Regions from separate parts of the Capra hircus genome. Here region 2 is linked to region 1. Evidence: chromatin contacts called from public Hi-C data. All regions are on one chromosome and are shown on one strand. Each heading gives the region's core, a stretch centred on a gene start, on an enhancer-like site or on the middle of the called end of the contact. The rest is flanking DNA. Distances are from core to core; before and after follow the strand shown. Region 1 overlaps FLNB (filamin-B). Region 2 holds the start of FLNB (filamin-B).

Region 1 (3,492 bases), core at 715-3,214:
GATGTCTCCCCTGCCTGTCATTTGTAGGTCACAGTCCTCTTTGCAGGACAGCACATCTCCAAGAGCCCATTCGAGGTGAATGTCGACAAGGCCCAGGGAGACGCCAGTAAAGTCACTGCGAAAGGCCCAGGCTTGGAAGCTGCCGGCAACATCGCCAATAAGCCCACCTATTTTGACATCTACACAGCAGGTAGCACCTTTCCTCTTCCAGAGCTGGAGATAATCCTTAGAAACCTGAGATGCTGGACTTCTTGTCTTTTGAATCAACAACAAAACTACAAAATTAGCTTTTTCAAATGTGTTGGTTATATTTCGAGATTTTTCAAAACCAGCTTTTCTTCTCTAAAATCTCATACTCAATCTTAACTTTGATTATTAATAATCAATTTCTGACTTGACTAAATAAATACTCCAAAGAGACTAAGGTTTAACAATCATCTCTTGGACCAAATTCTATGCAAGGTCCGGCGGGAAGGAGGGGTAAGAAAAGGAATGAATAAAACACAATTCTTGAATTTTCAGCTTTCTTTTCAATATAGAAATTTTAGGAAATAGAGATTGTGGGAAAATGAAAGTTGGTTATGACCCTCCTCCCCATAAGCAACTTTCCTTTCTCTACCTTCCTTATTTCTGCTAGGAAACAGGTCTGGGTATGCACCTTCTGAATGCCTCTCTGTCTCCTGTGGTTTGCATTTTATACCTGCTTTCGCTCTCATCAGCAGGGAACTTCCTAGAGGGCGACTTGGACTCATGGCCTGTTCTCTCTCTCCTAGGTGCTGGTGTGGGTGACATTGGTGTGGAGGTGGAAGATCCCCAGGGGAAGAACACCGTGGAGTTGCTCGTGGAAGACAGAGGAAACCAGGTGTATCGATGTGTGTACAAGCCAATGCAGCCTGGCCCCCACGTTGTCAAGGTTTCCTTTGCTGGGGACACCATCCCCAAGAGTCCCTTCGTTGTGCAGGTCGGCGAAGGTGAGTGCTGGAGTAGCTGACTGCCTCTGGTTCTGGCATTGAGGCTGGCTGTGCGTGACAGGGCCCAGCACTGAACTCAGACTTGTCATTTTGCTGCCAGGGCCCCTTTGGCAGGAAGTATCCTCAAGACATTAATACTAGTATCTACTTTGTCCTCAAGATACTAACACGAATAGCTTCCTATATGCTGACCTAAGTGCTTTACTTATATTAACCTGTTTAATCTGCCCCCAAAACACTTCTGCCAGGATTCATGATCCTCACTGAGCGATGCAGGATGGAAGCTGTATGAGGAGAGGGTGTCTGTGGCTGAGGTTCAGTGACGTGGCAGGTCCCCTGTGGCTTCCTTTACTGGCTGCCAGGCAGAGAGCACGATGGCAGCTAGTCGTGACACCAGCCACGGTGTCCCGGGGGCTATTGCTGTTCCCAGTGGGCATCTGAGACACTGAGGCTTAGGGGTCATAAGGTATGAGTATGGACTAAACCAGTGGTCCCCAACCCCTGGAACCAGGCTGCACAGCAGGAGGTGAGCGGCAGGCCAGGGAGCAAAGTTTCATCTGTGTTTACAGCTGCTCTCCATTGCTCACATTACTGCCTGAGTTTTTCCGCCTGTCAGGGCAGCGGCAGCATTAGATTTCTCATAAGAGCATGAACCCTACTGTGCTTGAATCATCTCCAAACCACTTGCCTCCACCCCAGGCCATGGAAAAATTGTCTTCCACAGAACTATTCCCTGGTGCCCAAAAGGGTTGGGGGCCGCTGGACTAGCTGTCAGTAGGAATAGAACCATGGTCTCTGTCAGCTCCTGCTGCAGCCAGAAGCATGCATTTCTCTCTAATGTTAGACTCTTTCCTTCTGACTTAGTTACTCTCTTTTTTTCCCCCCCAACTCTGCTGCCTTTTCTAACCAGTACTTGCCTTTCCCTGTTCTGTTCTGTGCATCTGCGTCTGCAGACCTGGCTTCCTCTTCTGAATCCGGCCTCTTGGCCAGCCTGGAGCCTGAAGCTGTTGGCTTCCTAGTCGAAAGCACTGGGCCAGAGGCATCTCACTGGGTAAGGGCTGGTTGGGTGGGCCATCTCTGCCAGTCTTTGTGCTGCCTCCGGTGTCCAGCGGGCCTGTGCTCTTCATGACCGTGGGAAACTGCAGTGCAGGTGTTAGCACCACCTGTCTGGCCAGACCCCAGACTCACTCTCTGATTACATCTACACATCTCTAGGCCATCTCAAGATGCTGGAAAATCCGGTGGTTTCCTTCAAGCTTTTTAGTTCCATTTAGTGTTTATATGAACTGCTGATGTTGAGACTCTTGCCCATACTCAGGATTTCCATGACTTTTATTTTTTTAAAGATACATTTAAGCCTTCCAAGGGAAGTCCTGTCATCCTGTTGTGACTTATTTCTGGTATGACCAACTTCTCTCCCCTCGACAAAGGGGGAAAAAAATAAATGTATTCAGAAGCAGAACTTTATTTGACACAATGCAAGAAAGAATATTGAACAGCTTTCCTAGTTTTAATGATGTTTTCTGACTTCCTCTCGCTTATGGATTACTTTTTTCATTTCTGGCATATCCATCTATCACTTGTACTAGTTAATACTTAATAGAGTTTTTCTGTTGATGTACTGACCCTTCCTCCACTTAAATGATTTTGAGATGAACAGTCTTGTCTTCTGGAGTCTGTGACCCCCTAGTGTATAGAGGGAGCCTGTCAAATATGCAGTGTCAGATTTGGAAAGGAACAACCTGACATTTTACCTGTTAATCTCCCATTTATATATTTAATGAGAAGGTTGCTCATGTTACCAAAAATGTCCCAGGGCACATTGATGTCTTTTATCAACCTTTGACAAACCCCATGGAATTGTTTTGTGAACCTCTTATATAGGAACGTTAGAAGCTACCTTTGCGCTAGACATACAACTTTAGGTTTTTTAACTGGACCCAGAAAGCAAATTGAGAGTGGGGTTTACTCCTAATTATAGAGTAGCCACCTGCATTCCAAGGACCTTGTAATAGCACTGAAATGTTTGTCTGCCTTGGTCGAGGTGGGGTTGATCTGGTCTTTTTTTGCACCATCCTCTGGCTATTCCTGCGGAAGAGAACAACATTTAGACTTTCAGAAACCACTGATCCAAAGTTTGGAACCAGGTCAGATGTTTTCAAGTGCTACATTTTCCAAGTAGACCTGAAAAAGTCCAGTCTTCCCAATTACTGGACCCTTGAGTATGGCAGTGAAGTTTGAGCAACGTCCAATCCCAGGTCTTAACTCTCTTTTACCACCGAGAGGATAAATGCCAGGATTCAGCAAATACCAGGAGTCCAGCGAATTCACGCTGTGCACTCCTGCTTTTTTTGCCAAAGTAACTTTTCCCCAGTCCCTGGACAAAGTTATATTGTGTCTTTATTTGCTAGCCTGGTGTGCTCCCTGAACAAGACCCCTGGTCTCAGGCAGCTGCTGCACACTCTGCAAAGCAAACATTTTCTTGGCGGGTGGCTCAAAGTTACCTTGGCTTACTCAACTC
Region 2 (3,492 bases), core at 628-3,127, 74 kb before region 1:
AAAGACAAGGTCCAGGCTGGGAACAGCATGGTGGCTTTAGGCATAGTACAGACTTTGGCATTAGACCCAGGTTCAAGCCCAGCTTTGTCCAGTCCTTACCAGCTGACCTCCAGCAAATTTCTTCACTTAATCACAAAGAAGGGGAATGATTCTTCCAATAGTTACTGATCCTAACAATGGGCCAGGGCCAGGTAATACCTTCTCTTCCTCAAGACTCTTTTGAGCATTTCCAGTGAGTGAGGCAATCTATCTGAAAAAAGTGCTTCACCTTGTACACAAATGACCCGTTATGTAATGCCTCAACCACACATCTGTGGGCTCCTCCCAGAGCTGGAAGCCCTTGACATCTCTCCATCCTGCCCAACCCCTCTTCCCAACTGGGTCCTTAAAGAATTAGATGTGACTATGAAGAACCAGAGAGAAGACAGCATGAGAAAGACTCTGCCTGATGTTGCTGGCTTTGAAGACAAAGAAAGCAGCCTCCGCCAAGGAATTTGGGAAGCTTCTAGAAGCTGGAAACGGCAAAGAAATGGGTTCTTCCCTAAAGCCTCCAGAAGGGAATGGATCCTGCCAATACCTTGATTTTAGCTCAGTGAGCCCTCTGAGGGACTCTAAACTACAAAAAAGCAAGATAACAGTGTGTGTGTGTGTGTGTGTGTGTGTGTGTGTGTGTTTTAAAGACAAAGTTTTGGTAGTTTGTTACAGCAGCATTAAGGAACTAATATACATGGCAAATTACGGTTCATTTCTGCCACCACCATTAGGGTGTTTGTGATAGTTGATTTATACTTTTTTCTTCCATTAGTCTATGAACTCCTCAAGGTTAAATTATAAGTTTGTCTTATTTACCATTTGTTGGCAGGTGCTAAGAAGGCTCATAGGCCTCAGTTAGCAGGCAATCAATAAATACTATGAAGGATAATACTATAATTCATATGTATTCAGTTAATATGAGAAGGAAAATGTCAATTTCAGGGACTTTCCTGGTTACGGTGGTTAAGAATTCGCCTTCCAGTGCAGGCGACAAATCTCCATCCCTGGTTCGGGACCTAAGATCCCACATTCCACCTGGCGACTAAGCCAGCGCGCCCCGACTACTGAGCCTCTGCTTTGGAGCCTGAGGGCGCCAACGAAAGGTCCCACATGACGCAACTGAGACCCGAGGCAGCCAAATAAATTTATTTTTTTTAATGTCCATTTCCTTCCCGATGCTCCGAGTGCCTAACACGGAGGCTGTGGACTGTGTTAGTTGCTCAGTCGCGTCCGACTCTGCGCACCCGTGGACTGTAACCCGCCAGGCTTCTCTGTCCCTGGAATTCTCCCGGCAAGAATACTGGAGTGGATTCCCATTCCCTTCTCCAGAGGGACTTCCCAACCCAGGGATCGAATTCTGGCCTCCTGTCTCGCAACCAGATTCTTTGCCGTTTGAGCTACAGGGAAGTCCTTAACACAGAGCCTAGCACACAGCAATAGCTCAGTAAAAGGTTTTATTGAAACTTATTGAACCTGCAGGTGGATGAAATACCCCTCCCCGCAAACCCCTCCCGTGTGACCCATGCCACCGTCCCTGCCCATTCTGTCCAGGTTCCTACCTCTGCACGTCCCCTCACTCTGGAACCGGGTGACCTCCTTGAGAAGCTGGACATCTCCCGCCTAGCTTTCTTTCACCGAGGCTGTGAGCACAGAGCGCGGGGACCCCAGAGGACTTGGGAGTTCCCGGGCCGTAATGCTCGCTTCGAGCGGCAGGGGGCGAGCGTGGCCCGGGAGCGCCCTCCTGAGGGTTGGGACTGGGCGGAGCTTCAGGGGCGGGCCGACTCAGTGCGCAGGCGCGGGGCCAGACGCCTCGCGCGGCCACGGGCAGGCGGGCGCAGAGCAGCCCCAGCTGCGGCTCCGGTAGCAGCGAGTTCGAGCCCCGCTCCCGCTCCGCTTTGGTTTTGCGCTCCCCGCGGCCCTTGGGCCTCCATACGCCAGTCCCCGGCAACTCGCTGCGCATAGCGCTCTTCCCGCCGCCAGAATGCCGGTAACCGAGAAGGACCTGGCGGAGGACGCGCCCTGGAAGAAGATCCAGCAGAACACCTTCACGCGTTGGTGCAACGAGCACCTTAAGTGCGTGAACAAGCGCATAGGGAACCTGCAGACCGACCTGAGCGACGGGCTGCGGCTCATCGCGCTCCTGGAGGTGCTCAGCCAGAAGCACATGTACCGCAAGTACCACCAGCGGCCCACCTTCCGCCAGATGCAGCTGGAGAACGTGTCCGTGGCGCTCGAGTTCCTGGACCGCGAGAGCATCAAGCTCGTGTCCATCGGTGAGTGCCCTGGCCCGGCCGGTACCCCTCGCCCTCCAGCCTGCACCGCGCGTGCGCCCCTGTGGAGGCTGAAGCTCCCCGTCGGGTGCCCCACCACCACCACCGCGCCGAGCAGCCGCGGGCTCCGTGCGGGCTCCGGGGCCGGGGGACGTTGTCCCCCGAGGGCGCGAGGACAATGGGGACCTAGGCCCCCTCGGGAGATCCATCCTCCTGGGCGCTCTCCTCGTGTGCTCGCTCCCCGCCGTGCGCCGGGGCTGTGCGCCTGTTGGGGGCGGTGGGTTGAAGGTTCGGGTTGAGGCCGCACGGGGAGAGTCGGGGCTGTGGCATTTCTCGGGAGCTGGGGCGTCGCAGCGGGGGCCGGGGGACTGGAAGCCTCAGGTCCGCAGTCCCTGGGGGGTGGAGCCCTCGTCCGGCGCTCCCCGGAGCGCTCGCCCCGCTGCGCCCCGCGGCCGCCGAATGGGCGTTGGCTGGGAGGCCAGGTGGGGAGGCCCCGGGAGGGACTGTTCTCCGAATCCGGGGCCTCCCGCCCAGGTGGAGACGGGGACCTGGCGGTCGCCGGAAGAGGTTTGGGCCCCGAGGTGGGAAGGGGAGCCGCGGGGGTGTGTCTTCCTCGCTCCCAGCTCAGCTCTGGCTGCGCTGTCGCCGCCGAAGGTGTCATTCGGAGATGGGTGGTGGTCACAGTAACCGCTGCCTTGTAGGAGCCCCAGCTAGTGCGCGCTGGGCGCCCACAGCCTTCCCAGTCACCTCCCTCCTCGCGCAGCCTGCGAGCTGGGGCGCCGTCAGACCCCTGTTGCAGACGAGGCGGGGCCAGGGCGTTAATGGGCTCGCTCAGGCTAGCGAGGGTCCAGCTGAGAATTGAAGGAAGTGGGTGACAATTAAAGGAGACTTTGCTTTCCTCTCCCCGCCCTCCCCACACCAGGGTCTTCCTGAGAGGGAGGAGGGAGTTGGTGTTGGGTTCCTCTCCCCCGCCTCCCCCCGACCCGCAACGCGGGAGGAAGAGTTGGGGTGAGGTCCCGCCTGTGACCTCGGCTGGTTGAGGGCTTCTGGAAGCGCCACAAGGCGGCTGATGGGTGTGGATCGGGGCGAGAGGCGTGGAGTGTGTGTGCCCGCGCGAGTGTCTTAGAGTGCAGAGTGTATGTACACAGAGCATGTGTGTGGAGAGCATGTCACTGTGCAGAGAATGTGT

Evidence for each region. Hi-C and Micro-C count contacts between places; a contact is called where the count stands out from the background.
Region 2: a contact with region 1 is called in a Hi-C map of liver, with 4 times the contacts expected there. The contact joins the promoter of FLNB here to the enhancer-like site in region 1. A contact is called at or near these places in 2 of 5 Hi-C or Micro-C datasets (blood and liver).

The regions. Positions count from the first base shown.
Region 1 is chr22:43,138,168-43,141,659 of ARS1.2, reverse strand. It overlaps FLNB (filamin-B), which reads left to right. Exons shown (of 47, transcript XM_005695795.3): 7 at 28-190; 8 at 774-971. Among named protein-coding and RNA genes, the nearest start is that of FLNB, 74 kb to the left of the region's middle. Within about 2 kb of position 1,964, at least 3 of the 5 cell types and tissues checked have an H3K27ac peak or open chromatin away from gene starts, as enhancers often do.
Region 2 is chr22:43,212,205-43,215,696 of ARS1.2, reverse strand. FLNB (filamin-B) reads left to right here and starts at 1,877. Exons shown (of 47, transcript XM_005695795.3): 1 at 1,877-2,306. The coding sequence starts at 2,015.